Linked DNA regions of Mus musculus: region 2 is linked to region 1. Evidence: chromatin contacts called from public promoter capture Hi-C data. All regions are on one chromosome and are shown on one strand. Each heading gives the region's core, a stretch centred on a gene start, on an enhancer-like site or on the middle of the called end of the contact. The rest is flanking DNA. Distances are from core to core; before and after follow the strand shown. Region 1 holds the start of Mcf2 (mcf.2 transforming sequence). Region 2 holds the start of Atp11c (ATPase, class VI, type 11C).

The links. Promoter capture Hi-C pulls out the DNA fragments that hold promoters and counts their contacts.
Region 2: a promoter capture Hi-C map of embryonic stem cells shows a contact between it and region 1. The contact joins the promoter of Atp11c here to the promoter of Mcf2 in region 1. A contact is called at or near these places in 17 of 39 promoter capture datasets (the 3T3-L1 cell line, 3T3-L1-derived adipocytes, the HPC-7 cell line and 10 more), 5 of 484 Hi-C or Micro-C datasets (the N1E-115 cell line, embryonic stem cells and uterus), 4 of 115 datasets of contacts at active chromatin or transcription factors (DN3 thymocytes, cardiomyocytes and embryonic stem cells) and 3 of 9 other capture datasets (adipose tissue, embryonic stem cells and liver).

What each region holds. Positions count from the first base shown.
Region 1 is chrX:60,177,549-60,184,416 of GRCm38.p6, reverse strand. It overlaps Mcf2 (mcf.2 transforming sequence), which reads left to right and starts at 5,328. Exons shown (of 28, transcript NM_001289731.1): 1 at 5,328-5,835. The coding sequence starts at 5,511.
Region 2 is chrX:60,401,678-60,409,165 of GRCm38.p6, reverse strand. Atp11c (ATPase, class VI, type 11C) reads left to right here and starts at 5,161. Exons shown (of 30, transcript NM_001037863.2): 1 at 5,161-5,361. The coding sequence starts at 5,335.

The sequences.
Region 1 (6,868 bases), core at 4,079-6,578:
ACTGTGAGAGGCCATGGAAGGCCATTGGTGAAGGTGCAGCCTCAGTAGCAATTGATGGTCCAGGACTGAAGGGGTCATGCAGTGTTTTGGAGATTCCAGGACCATCAATGGCCACCAAGAACAGCAGCAGCAGTGGAGTACAGGCATCTGGAGCCTGGAGGAAAAGCTGTGTGCTACAAAGGACAGGGCTGGAGAAGTGACCCAAGCCCTTGGAGGAGCCCAGAAGATCATGAGTTGGATCCCAGACATTGGACAGTTGGAGTTTAATTTTTGCTTTTGATTGTGACTGTGCCCTGATATTTTTCCCTCTTGAAGGAAGAAAGTATTTTAGTGGAGCCCACAGTTAAGAGACTTTGAATTTTAAAAGATAATGGATATTTTAAAGGGATTGAACTTTTAATACGTAAAGACTGTGGGACATTTAAAGTTGTTTAGATCTTGGGGATGAATAAGAACTAAGGGTTGATGCTTACTAGTGATGTGTTTGTGTGTCAAGTTGACAAGCGGTCAATTGTACTGGCTAGTTTTGTGTCAACTTGACACAGCTGGAGTTATCACAGAGAAAGGAGCTTCAGTTGGGGAAATGCCTCCATGAGATCCATAAGGCATTTTCTCAATTAGTGATCAAGGGGGGAGGTCCCCTTGAGGGCGGTGCTATCTCTGGGCTGGTAGTCTTGGTTCTATAAGAGAGCAGGCTGAGAAAGCCAGGGGAGGCAAGCCAGTAAGGAACATCCCTCCATGGCCTCTGCATCAGCTCCTGCTTCCTGACCTGCTTGAGTTCCAGTCCCGACTTCCTTGGTGATGAACAGCAGTATGGAAGTGTAAGCCAAATAAACCCTTTCCTCCCCAGCTTGTTTCTTGGTCATGATGTTTGTGCAGGAATAGAAACCCTGACTAAGATAATCACTAAGGGTTATGCCTCTGAGAAGACAGGATGACTAGGCTGTGGGACTATCAAGTCCACAAATGTGGCTGGAGTAAACTGCACAAAGAGGCTGCAGGGCGGAGAGATGTGGCAAGAGAGGAAGGGACCAGATCAGGTTTGCTGTTTGTGCTAGTCATTATATGCCTTTGGTGTCTTGTGTCAGTCGTAGTTCTATTAGACAACAAAACAAAACAAACCACAAGAGTGTTCTGTGTATGTACCTGTGTGTCTGTAATGTAAGAGAGAGAGACAGAGAGACAGACAAACAGACAGAGACAGAGACAGAGGGAGGAATGGGAAGAAGGAAAGACCCTTATGAGAGAGCATAGTACTCTTGAAATCAGAACAGGCTGGAGTAAGGGGGCAGGAGGAATTTTCTCAAGGATTTGCCTCAGTTAGGTAGGCCTAGCTGGTGAGCTGCAAGCTTAGGCAGAAAGGTTCTTAGAGACTTACCTCAGAACTTCCTCAGAGAAACTTCGATTTTGCTGTAAGGCCTTACAGCCCATTGAATGTGGCCACCCAGGCTTTCAAGGATTATCTCCTTTGCTTAAAGTCAACTGATTTGCAGATGTTAACCACAGTTCAGAATACTGCTCTGCTGCAGTCAGATTAAGTGTTTGAATAACTATGGCCTAGTTGGGGGGGGGGAGACCTGAGAAACTGAAAAGCGATTTGCTTGTCTGTTCATATTTAAAAATGAGGCTGGAACGGGCGATTAGAGAACCCCCAGAAGGGAGTTCTTGACTGCTGGCCTTTATTTTAGTGTTAGAAAGCTGCTGGGGGTGGGGTGGGGAATCCCATGATTGGAAGATAACAATAAATAGGAGAGTTTCACTTGCCTTCTCCTGGAGCTCTTCAATCACCCCACCCCCACCCCTGCCAAAGTTTCTGCTTTCTTGCTAGGGGAATGGACTGGAGGCCATCTGCAAAAAGTGTGGGTGCAGAAGCAAAATACTTCCTCTGTGTTAGTGAATATCATTGTGGTGAGGTGAATGTCTTCCTTCTGCCTTTCAACACTACCTAGCATGGCCCTGTCTTCTGGATGTCCAGGGATGTATAGGGTCACACCAGGTCCCTTCATTCCATGTGCCTTTTCCACCAAAGCTGTAGCCTCCCACAAAGGCCTTTATTCATTTGTTACTTTCCAACAATTATCTTTGTGACTTTATGCATTTATATAGTTTTAAAATTACATGTATATGTGTCCATCTGTGGATGAACTGAAGTCTTGGTGCCCATGAGGGCTGGAGCTAGAGTCATCTCTCCAACCCTGGGTTTATAAATTTAAAAAGAAGACAATGGAAATGAGATGTGTTCCTTTTGCTATTTTGCACCATCTAGGCTTAAGTTTGATACAGAAAAAAACTAAACACTGGAGGGGGGGCGGGGGAAGTGATGTCTTTCCTTGCACTCTAGAGAAGTACAATGACTGCTATTGAGGCAGACATGGAGCCCAATGCTGCAGGTGAGCACACAAGACCTCTGGCTCAGGCTTGCTCTCAATGCTGGTAGCTGTGGTAAAACTCTCATTTAGCTACAAGGTTATTTCAAGTCCTGCCAAATCAGAGTTCTATTAATACTAAGATACAGTTATCGTTTTCTGATATGACAGTGCACAGCTCCGGCTGGAGGAGGCTTGGATGAAGCTGTTCTGTCCGGACTGGATAGTCTTTAGATAGATAGGTTGAATGAAAAACAAGCTTCTGGGTTGAAGAAATTATCACAGGGAAGCTGCTAAGTAAGGAAATCTGAGCTTGGCAGGGTGGCTCACCCTTGTCAACCCAGCATTCAGAACACCGAGGCAAAAAAATTACTGCGAGTTTGAGGATAGACTGGTCTATATAAGGTATTTCAGAATATCTTGGGCTACAGCTGAAAGAGAGAGAGAGAGAGAGAGAGAGAGAGAGAGAGAGAGAGAGAGGAAGAAGAAGAAGGAGAGGGGAGGGGAGAGGAGAGGAGAGGAGGGGAGGGGAGGGGAGGGGAGGGGAGGGGAGGGGAGAGGGAGGATATATTATACTATTCCTGGGTATATATTCAAAGGACTGTACATTCTATTAGAGATGTTAGTTTCATCTCACAAAAATAAAGGGAAAAGTAGATATAGAGATAGATAGATAGATAGATAGATAGATAGATTAATAGATAGATAGATAGGATATATCTGGCTTGTCTTGAAGTCCCTATGTTGGGCAGGATGTCCTTGAACCTGCCTGCCTTTGCTTCCTTGGTGCTGGAATTAAAAGCATGCACCATGGTGCATAGATGTGTGTGTGTGTTTGTGCTATGATAAATATACTTTGTAATATGCACAATGCTAGCACGTTCTTTTATTGTCAAGTAACCTATATAACCAGTATGGTGACACTGTTTTGCTTTCATCGCACTGTTTAATGCATGCTAGTTTTGAGTTCTAATTCATCCTAAGAAGGAATTAGTTGAGCAGCATAGAAGGTCAGCAATCACCCTCGGATCCTCACGTCACTGTTTACACCTGACTCATTGTAGCTAATAATTGAAGGAGTCCAGAGTTATGATTTCAAATGATAGTCTAGAGTCACCTTTTCCTCAAGCAGTAAACACTTGATTTCGGATACATCATCACTGTGTGAACAATACAGTTCATGAAAGGACTGCTGACATTTATAGAAGACATTTGTTCCCTAAAACTATAGTGGCACCTGGCGTGGTGAAGCATGTCTTTAATCCCAGCACTCTGAAGGCAGAGGCAGGTGGATTTCTAAGTTGGAGGCCAACCTGGTCTACAAAGTGAGTTCCAGGATAGCCTGGGCTATACAGAGAAACCCTGTCTTGGGGGGGGGGGGGGCGGAGATATAGTGGCACTGGAAATGGACTTAAAGCATGTGACCAGGCAGAGGCAGGTGGATTTCTGAGTTCGAGGCCAGCCTGGTCTACAGAGTGAGTTCCAGGACAGCCAGGGCTACACAGAGAAACTCAGTCTCGAAAAACAAAAACAAACAAAACAAAACAACAAAAAAGCATGAGACCATCAGAACAGCCATTTCTTTTAAGGAACATCAGGGGGAAATTTTCACTATGTATGAAACAGTAGTTTCTACAGAAATAATAGGCTTTTTTTGTTTGTTTGTTTTTTTTTAATCTGAGACAAGGTTTCTCTGTGTAGCCCTGGCTGTCCTGGAACTCACTCTGTAGACCAGGCTGGCCTCAAACTCAGAAATCCACCTGTCTCTGCCTCCCAAGTGCTGGGATTAAAGGCGTGTGCCACCACTGCCCGGCTTCTATAGCTTTTCCTTTTTTTTTTCCAGATTATAATTTATTTACCAGATTTCTTTTTTCCCCCTTCCCTCCCTCCAGCCCCTCCCCCCTACCTCCCTGCTAGCCCTTCAAAGTCCTGCTGCTCTAGCTTTTGTTATGAGCAGCTAGCTTTCCCTTACTCTTCCAAAGCTTTCTTCTGGGGAGCTTTGGGCTTAGGAGAAGGGATTGGCTGGGACCTCCCATCCTTTCTCACTTGGTTCTTCAAGAGGATGTCTTGTCTTGCTGCCACCCCCCCCATTCCCCTGGTCAGTTTGTTGTTATTTTTCGTTTTAATTGCGTATGTGATGTTTTTGAGACAGGATCTTTTGTAAGTAGCCCAGACTGGCCTGGAATGGGCTATGTCGCTGGAGATAACCCTGATCCTTCAGAGTCCATCTCCTACCCAGAAGTGCACACTAGGAAAACACTCTACCAACTGATCTGTATGTTCAGATTCGACTTTGGTTATTATTTATTTTTGTGCATAACATATGTATTACAGTGCATGTAGAGGTCAGGGAACACTTATGTGGGATCAGTTCTCTTATTATACCATAACTTACACAGGGTTCCTTTAACCCAGGTTGATCCAGCAAGTGTTTTTTACCTCACAGTCTTCTCAGTAGCCCATTTCTATTTCCTCCTTTCCTTTTTAAAGCAAGTCAGGAAACTTGGGCGAGTGCAGGCTGGTGGGGGGCAGGGTGGGAGAAGGCACATTCAGGCTAGAGCTCCAGCCCTTTTGGACTAACCAGGGCTGCTTTTCTGGCATCAGCAAAGCTCTCCAACAGTGTTATCTGCAGGTGCCCACACTGTGTATCCTTACTCCACTCCTGCCCTGCCCTGAGAAGCAGGATGCAAAGGAAGAAAACTCTTGACTCCAGCTCCCACTGCCTAGAGTGAGAGGTCGGGCGGTCTCCTCCCTACACGTGCTCCAGCCTTCCCTACCCCTCCGCGGGCGTATCTGTGGGGGCTGTCCCCTCTGGTTCTCGGTGTCCCGCCCCTGATCCATCCTGTTGGAAACTAGGCGGGGACGTGGGTGTACATCCACTCCGAGCGGAGTTGCTCAACTCTCAGTAGCTGAGGTCAGAAGTGCTCTGCAGCCAGAGTCTTGAAATCTCTGCAAGTTTCTGGGCTCCCTGTCCTGGGGCTTGTTGGTCCCAGCTAGGGGGCTCTAGTCTTCTAAGCCACTGAGCTGCGTAGACTGCGACCCTTCTGGCCGCGTCTGTGCTTGCACAGACGGGCTGCTAGCGAGCCAGAGTCCGGCAGTGGCCAGTTGAGGTTGGGGTCACCAACTAGCGAGTCTGGCTTGAGGATGGCGGAAGCAGGGCCCCCTCCAGCAAGGTTCCCTCCAGCAAGGCTCCCTCCAGCAGGGTCCTCTCGGGCTGGGCTCCCTCCAACAGGGTCCCCTCCCGCTTCCACTCCGGCCCTGGCCTCGCAGTGGCTGGCGGTCAAGCGTTTGCCTAGGGCTGCCGCCAAGGCGCCCAATCTCCAGCTGAATCAGGACCACTGTTCTTTCGTGCCGTTCACGCAGGCGGTCCCGGTGCAGGTGGACATGGCCATGGCCCTGCATCGCGTTAGGATCGCGGAGAAGTACGGGAAGAACTACCTCTGCTTGCTGCAGGCAGTCTTCCTAGCAGGTGAGTACCACATCCCTGTGCACTCCCACTCAGTTGCCTGGAACACTGGGCTCTCTCCCCTCTTCCCGGCTCCCTCCTCAACCTGTTCGGGTAGGGGATGTCTGGTGCACTTTGTCTTCTCTGCTCTCTCTCTCTCAATCAACCTCTCTCTCTCTCTCTCTCTCTCTCTCTCTCTCTCTCTCTCTCTCTCTCTCTCTCTCTCCCTCCGTCTCTGTCTCACTCTCTCTTTCTCCCTCTCCTTTCCCTGCCCCCATTCACTCCATAATCCACCCCCCCTGCTGTGGCACTCCTAGTTTAGAGCCGCCCAGACTGTGGACCTCAGTTCCTCAGGCCAGCTGCCACTCTGAGGATGTGTGTGGCTCTCTGCTCAGCTCAAGCCCCGCAGGTGGACCCCCAGAAGCCCGCCATGCAAGGTGAGACTGTTCCAGGTCTCTTCCTCACTTCCCACCACCACCCACCTGGATGCCTCTTGGTGGAGTTGGGAATGTTAAGGGAGGAATCTTCCTACACCGCATTCTGTACCCTAGAGCGGAACCTTGCTGAGGAGGAGGATGCAGATGCACTTCCCTGTAACACTCCCTGTAGTTTTTAAAGCGAGGTTTATTTACTTGTGTGGGTGGTTGCTGTTTGTTTCACGTACGCGTGCTAGGGCCAAGTCAAAAAGGCGCTTGGATTCTGAAAGCCGCGGGCCTGAAGTTGGAGGAGGAGTTTGCAGGCAAACTGCGGTCAAGAATTTGGGTTTTCTCACTAGGACCGCCACTTCTTTCCAGCCTGGTCCTATGAGCTTCCTGTCTTCCTTCAGCTCTTACTACAAAGGCGAAAGGCTCTTTCTTACTTGCCTTGGAGGGACAAAACCAAAGCTAACAAATGTCTTAACTGCTGCCACTGTTTTGGTAAAAAGCTTAAGAGTAGTGAGAGGCGGCACTTGATGTATACATATTGAGCTAGTCGGAGTTGCTTGGCTTTGGACTCTTGGTGTACCGTGAAGCATGCAGAGGCTCCTAAAATTTAAAGTTCCTCTAATACCATTAGC
Region 2 (7,488 bases), core at 3,912-6,411, 220 kb before region 1:
TGCGCGCGCGTGCGCACGCACGCACACACACACACACACACACACACACACACACACACACACACATTTAATCCTCCTCAGTGTGTAGTCATTGTTCCTCCAGACAAGTCTATCTATATTACTCAGTGAAGTATTTTTACTCTTGAATGTTTACTGTTTCTCTGGGTTGAGATGCTTGCTTCCGTCCTGATCCTGTCTTTTAATGGGCAATTCTCTAGTACATCTGCTCCTCCTTTTTGAAAGCAAGACCATGAGGTCATCCTCAATCACCTTAGACTTGTGCCATTCTCTACGTTTCTGAACCTCATCTGTCAAATCCTAGGATGTAATTAATATAGGGGATTTGTACCACAAATAACAGGAAGCCCCAATAGCATCTAAAGAGAAGACATTTAGGCTAAGAACTGAAGTATGAATTGCTAAGTAAGGTAAAAGCATGTCAGCAGAAATGGTTGCCTATATAAATGCTAATAGGAGAGAGAGGGCTTGGGAAACTCCATTAGGTAGAGCCTAGTAAGTCAGAGGGACAGTTGCCTACTGGAGGCTAGAGAGGAGAGCAAAGAGTCCAAAGAACTCAAGAACTTATAGGTGATGTTAGGGAGGATTCTGGCTTTTGTTAAAGGCAAACGGAAGGTCCTGAAAAGTCTTAACAAAGTCAGTGGTTTTATACTATTTTGACACAGGGTCTCTATAGCCCAGGCTGCCCTTAAACCTGAGGCAATCTTCTTGCCTTATCGTCCCTAGAACTAGGATTACAGGCATGAACCACCATCCCATCTTCAGGAGAGTGATTTCATCTATTTCCTAGAGATTTGGGGGCTTATTATATGAACAGTGATTTGGAAAGGATCGACAGGAAGGATAATATGGACAAATTTGGTCTTAAACATCAAGGCCAGCCTTGCAAAGGAGAAAATTTTGCATATGCACTAATTGTCTTAGAAGAAGGACCAGAAAGCTCAGCATATGCAGCTGAAGTTCTTCAACTTATTGACAATGGGCAATTTAGATTCAGAAGTAACAGTTTCACTTTTTTTCTCCTGTAAAAAGTTTTGGGACTAAGTAGAAGATGTATTTCTTCCTCACCATTTACTTCTGGCTGATTTACTGTATACCTATTTGATTTCATTCATAAGGGGAATGGCCTGCTGAACCATATAGTCTGTTCTGCATTCCTTCTGGTAGTCTTTCAAAGCAGGAGGTGACAAGGTGCAAAAGGCATGGGGGTAAAGACAGAGAAGGGCTCCAAGTGCTTTGCATAGAAATGGGGCAACAGGATCACTCCTTTGCATCGATTGGCTTCAAGCTTTATCTCTAATCATGTTTAGAAGAGTTTCAACTCTTTCCTGAAGTCTCTGGAAGCTGTGGCTTCTGTTGCAGTCAACTGACACTCTGGAATTGTTGGCATTAGGCGTGGTGACTCATGCCTTAAATCCCAGCCCTCGGGAGGCAGAGGCAGTTGAATTTCTGAGTTCGAGGTCAGCCTGGTCTACAGAGTGAGTTCCAGGACAGCCAGGGATACACAGAGAAACCCTGTCTCGAAAAAGAAAAACAAACAAACAAAAACCAACCAAACAAACACAAAGAATAAGAAGGTGGACTTGTTGGCATTATGCACCATTACTTGCTATGACAGTTTCAGCAGGAGGAAGGTAGTTTCTGTAGCTGTCTTTATGGAATTGGCTGAATACAACTGTTAGCTGATGGTCTGCTTTTCATAGTCATCCACAACACCTAGGTTTTCTTTGGAAACTGTGAAGAGGCACTGAAAGAACAAAAATAATTTCTTCCTGTCTTAAAAAAAATCACAAAGGAGTGACTCTATGGGATGTTTGCATGAGCAACTCTAATTTCAGGTTGAGCTTGAGGTATGGAAAAATTGCTTTTGCATAAATCTCATGTTTTCGTAAGCGCAGTTTGATTGGTTTGGAATTGCATTTTTATAGTGAAGCAAATTATTCAGGACTCAGGAGTATAAGGCGTTGTGTTGAAATAAATTAGAATAACAGAAAGACAGTGGAATTCTAATAACAAATGAAATGTGAGCAACAATTTTTACTACGTCCCGATGGATCTTAAAATCACTGCTTTTAAAATGTGGTAAAATTTAAAAAAGTTTTTTTGAATGTCCATTTTAAAAAGTTTATCTGAATAAATCTATAAGTATATTTTCTTCCATCTGCTTAACAAAACTAGATATGGAAAAATTATTTACTAGTTAAAAACTTCCATCCCAAACTGTCTGAAATAGTTTTCCACTACTTATTTTATCAAAAAGTTTACATATTGTTGATAAAGATTCTATATTCCTTCCTGGATTGCTATCAAACTTGGGGGTTACAATCTATGATTCAAGGCAGATCTGGCCATCCATCCTCAAGGAGTCAATCAAAAGAGCCAAGTCGAAAGTGTAAAACAGTGGTCACATTGATAAAGGGCAAAGAAACCGAGCGGCAGCTCCTCCCCTACCTCTCCCCAAAGGACATGCGCAGAAAAACAGTCTCGGCAAAGTGTGCTCCCACCTAACACTGACCCAGTGCCACCATTGTCTGGACTTTCGTCTCATATTGTAAGATGGTCTGAGAAATTGTTAGAAACGTGTCAAATCTCTTCTCCGGACAAGTTCCCCTCTCTGGCAGGAAGCTTTTCCTTCACTAAGTGTGGGATTCCCTTGTAAATTCCCATTCCATTGGGATCTATTGTTTCAACAATGTGATATATAGTCAGACTGAGAGATCTGAGTGTCTCTTCAGAATATCTTCATTTTTGCTGGGCACATTACTGAGTGGCAATAACTTCCTTCAGTTCCCCATTCCAGTATTAAGAATAGTGTTCCTCACATAAAAGTTATTCAACAAATAATTAATAAATGAAATTAAGATAGTTTCTGTGTTCAATAAAAGTCAGGAAAAAAACCAACTTTACTTAAAAGCAATTCCTTGGAGTAGAGAGCACAAGTTTAGATCTGTGTTGTACGATTAAGTGTCCTAATATCCAATTACTACAAATGTAGGATTTCTTACAAATCGTTAGGCACACCTAAGTGTAAGGCAACGGAGAGTCATAGTAGGGAAAGTAGAAATGCTGGACTTTCCCTCTAGGCAGTTAGGACCTTTCAGGAACTAATTTCAATCTCTTGCATTTGCACTTTATTGTGCTTGGGCTCCTCCTTGACCACAGAAACAAGGTCAAACTTCATAGCTTGTTTCTATGGCTGCTTAGGGGTTTAGCTTTCATTTGTAATGCCCCGCCCACATGTGTCCTGGTTCCTGCCTTGACAGAGTGGCTGTGTTCTTTTTCGTAGGTTGCCCTGTACTTTTCAACTGACCTCTCCTTCTCTACCCAGGACTTTGTTCCCTGGGCTCCTCCAAAGCCTTCCCACATTCCTAGGCCTGGGTTAATCTCCTGCAGCTCTGTTTATAGGTCTCGCCCAGTGAAAATTGCATGGTTTTCAGGAGTTTCCCCGGATCCTTTGTAAAGACATTATCCTCTCCCCTGTTTCCTTTGACATTAGAAATCATTACATTCAAATGTGTAGGTTTTATGTGTTTGTAGTTTGTAACTTCACTTCGGCCTACTAGGGAGGTCTTTTAACACATTGCTGTTTCCAGTTTCTAGGAAACAAACAAACACACAAATAAAAAAAAAACACCCAAGTAAATGCTGAAATCAAACTATCCTTCAAGGGGTAAAATGTGGTAGTGCCCTAGCCGCCTCACAATAAAAGCCCTTCAGGAGTTCACATTAGGTCGAGGGAATAGCTGAGCCCAACCTTTCCAGGTTGTTGAGAGAACTCGCCTCTCCGTAGAGAAGAGCTCCCTTTACCTACTTCTTCAACATGTTTATAGAAGAATTTGAAAGTTCTCAGCTCACAGCCTAGGGCCGGGTCTCAGAAGGTAGTGGAAAAAAAGGGTGGGAGCAGAGAGAACTGTCCAGGTTCAAGGGAATACTTGACCAAGCTTTCATTTTTAAGTTTTAAACTTTTGTAAATGCAAATGTTAAGTTAGCAAGTTGAGGGCGTGCAAGATTTCTTGTGGCGTAAATGTTGAGTTCTGGGAAAGTCTTTCAGCATTCGGGGCTTTATGTAATTTATCCTCATCACATTTCCCACAGCTAAGAATCTACCCAGTGTTTCTGATTTCTGCACGCAGCTGGTAGGGAGAACCTCGGGCAGCTTCCCTCTGCAACCCTGTGAACTGACTGGAGCCGTGCATATGGGGGAGCTCCCAGCCCACAATATCAGTCCAAGCGAACCCTTGGACTACAACTCCCAGGGTGCCCCAGGAGCGTGGAAAAGGGCGGGCGATCAAGGAGAGGGTGGCAGGGAAATCCCGCCCCGCTGCGCAGCACCAACGACACAAAGCCCGACTTTACAACCTCCTAGAGAAAGTGGAAGTAAGCGGGCTTAGGTGGGGTAGTCAGACGACAGGGAACGCAAAGCCCCAAAGCCCCAACCCCAACTGCGAGGTGAAGACGGCTTAGGTGGGACCCAAGAGGGACGCCTGGAGGGGGCGGCTTTTGTAACTACTCCAGCCGCCCGCGCCGCGCCCGCCCGCCCGCGCCAGGGTCCCCTTAGTCCCCGGCTCGTCCCGAGTCGTCCCTCAGAGAGCGGCCACTCCCGGGCAGGAAGCGGGCACGCCTGGAAGCCTCGAGGCGGGCCGCACCGAGGCTCTCCTCAGCCAGAAGTGCTGGGCGGGCGAAAGCGCGGGGCCGAGGAAGGACTGCGAGCGAAGCGGCGCCAACGGACGAGTTAGGGCCGGGGTGAGGGAGACCGTGGCTCCTCACAGACCCCTGGGAGTCCTGCCAGGCGAGGCGCGGGGACGCCCGAGACGGGCGACCGCTGAAGCGGGCGAGTGGGGACTCGGCCGGGGGCTTAGCGGCAGGACGAGCGTGAGGCGCGGGGTGCCGAGGCGGGCGCTGACGGGGAGCCAGGCTGAGCAGCGGCCGGTCCGCCATCCCTCCCCCGCGCGCCGGGCTCGCTGCGAGGCGGGCTGCGGCGGGAGCGCGGGGCGGTGCTGGGGCCAGATAAGGGGAGCGACGGGGCCGCCGCCCCCGAGGCGGGCGGGCCGGGGCTGGGGGCGGGTCGCGGGGAGGGCGGGGCGGGGCGGGGCGGCGAGCGCGCGGGCGGGCGGGCGGTTGGGCGGCCGGGGGCGGGGGCGCGCAGAGGCGAGGAGGGCAGGCGGCAGGAGGGCAGGCGGCAGCGGGCTGGCGACAGGGCAGGCGAGCTAGCTGTCCGCTTTGCGCCGCGGGCCCACGCCGCAGTGTGTTTTGTGGACGGCGCCTTCCCAGACAGCCCAGCGGAGCCCAGCCTGGCACCCCGCAGCCTCGGACGCGATGTTCCGCCGGACCCTCAACCGTTTGGTGAGTACACTGGCCGCGGCTCCACGCGTACCCCGGTGGCCCGCTCGCTGGCCCCCCGCCGCTCCTTCGCAGTCTCTGGGCGAGGGGACGAGCGGGACGCGCCAGCCCCCTCCCCCGCCTCTGCGTTTTAGCGGAAACCCGGCGCCCCGGGTGGCCTGGGTGGGGAGGCAGGTGGGGCTCTCGGGCGTCCCACCCCTGCCCCGGGACATTTCAGCTGAGGTTCCCCGAGGCTCTGAGGAACTCTGCCTCCAGCCTGGGGAATCGCCTCGGAGTGACAGACGCGCGGAACTCGGGGCGGGGGGCTCCCCGGGGCGGGGGGCTCAGTTTCCCAATTAGTGGAAGATGGCGTTGAATTATCGGGGAGGAAGCTTTCTTTTGTTTCCTCTGCCACGAGCACGTGGAGGTAAACCTAGACCTGTCACTGTGGCCCAAAAGAAGAGCTAGGGGGCTGAGAGAAGCGGAGGCTAAACCAGGGCTCAGCCTCGCCCGGGCCATGGCCGATGACCAGAGACTGGGCAAACTTTGAGGACTCAGCCTCCAAGCTCACCTTGAGGGTGACAGAAAGAGCGAGGGCTGTGGGCACGATGGGCTGGGGCCAGCAGCGACGGCGGGAGCCTGTTCCAGCTTTACAGACCCTGGGGCTCAAGCCTCGCAGAGCAGCACCCTCTGCTCCAGGCTTGGAATCCACCCGGCAGCTGAACTCCTCCGACCACCTTCTCCACGCCTCTAAAGCCCCCCAGAAAAGGGAATTGTATTTCTGTGGGGAGTGTGGCACGGGATTGGGAGGGAGCGATTTCTGGCTGCTATTGACTTTTTGGATTAACCTGTTTACTCAGAGGGTATGTTAAGAACTGAGTAAAGTAGAGCAGTTTACTTAAAGGATGTTTGTAGCAACTCCCCTAATTTCCAGAAGAGGTGTCAGGGAATAGGATTTTATTTCTGCCACGGATATTAAAGAAAGCCATCATCCTAAAATTTTTATTTTTTTCCCTGTAGTTAAGGGGGAGAATGCAGAATGCTTCCCCATTCCGTCTTAGGATAGACTTAAGGACTTGACAATTTGGTAACTTTGTGGAGTCATTTCTAATTAAATCATTGCTGACATATTTTTCATAGGTCAGAACAATTTGCTGTCATTTCCCACCCCCCATATCTGAAACTTTCACAAATGTCCCCTGCTTAATCACACTTAAGGCATCCCCTTTTAGGATATCAGTATACTAATACTTTTTAGGTTTTGCCAGATGTCTGTTTCACTCAGAAACATGCAAAGGGAGGTGGAGGTAATTATTACCTGTGGCACTGAGCAGGAAACGGTGTGTACATGCAGGATCTCAAGAGCCATGGGCAGTGGATTGTGTTGGATGCTTTGCTGAAGCAAGTGACTAACATTTGTTCTCACATTTCGCCTGAGACTGTAAAAGAGCATTGTACCTCCTAGTTCTGTTTCACATAGGCTCTCGTGATTTGGAAGTGTTGTTTTGGGGCGATAAAAAGGGAAAGGCGACACGAAAGCTAATTGTAGTGCTCAGCAAAAGGGTAGCCTTTCCACATGACACTCATATGTTAGACACTAGCTGCTCTCTGGGTCATATTAAATTCATAAAGTAAAGATGCTGACATCCCATTTTTGAAGACTTTGGACATTTGGAATTAAACAAACGGTGTTGACCCAAAAGCACTTCCCATTTGGTGTTCTTTTGCTAAGAGTGCTCTGCATTGTATCTGTAAAAAGTAAGCAGTGCTGGCCCACAAAGCTAGGGCATGCAGTAGAATTTGCAGTGGCTGTTGAGGTGCCAGCCTGCTGATACTCTGCATCTCTCCCAAGATTTCTGCAGAGACTCACTTTTGCTCATGCTAAAGGGAGCTTTGACCTCATTGTTTCAACTAAGATGTCCAGCTGTTCACATTTTACTGCACAACCCTGACTGTGATAAGTCCTAGGAATTTGTTCCACTGTCATAAGCTAGAAGGTTCTTAGGAGTTTTGTCTGAGCCCTAGGCCTAGAGAAAGGAATTAAACTGCAAATCATTGCACTGAATATACCATTAAACACTGTCAAAGTCTCACTGCTAAAAAATGACTTGAAATTTGGGGGCTGGGGTGGGAAAATTTTAAATCCCTCAA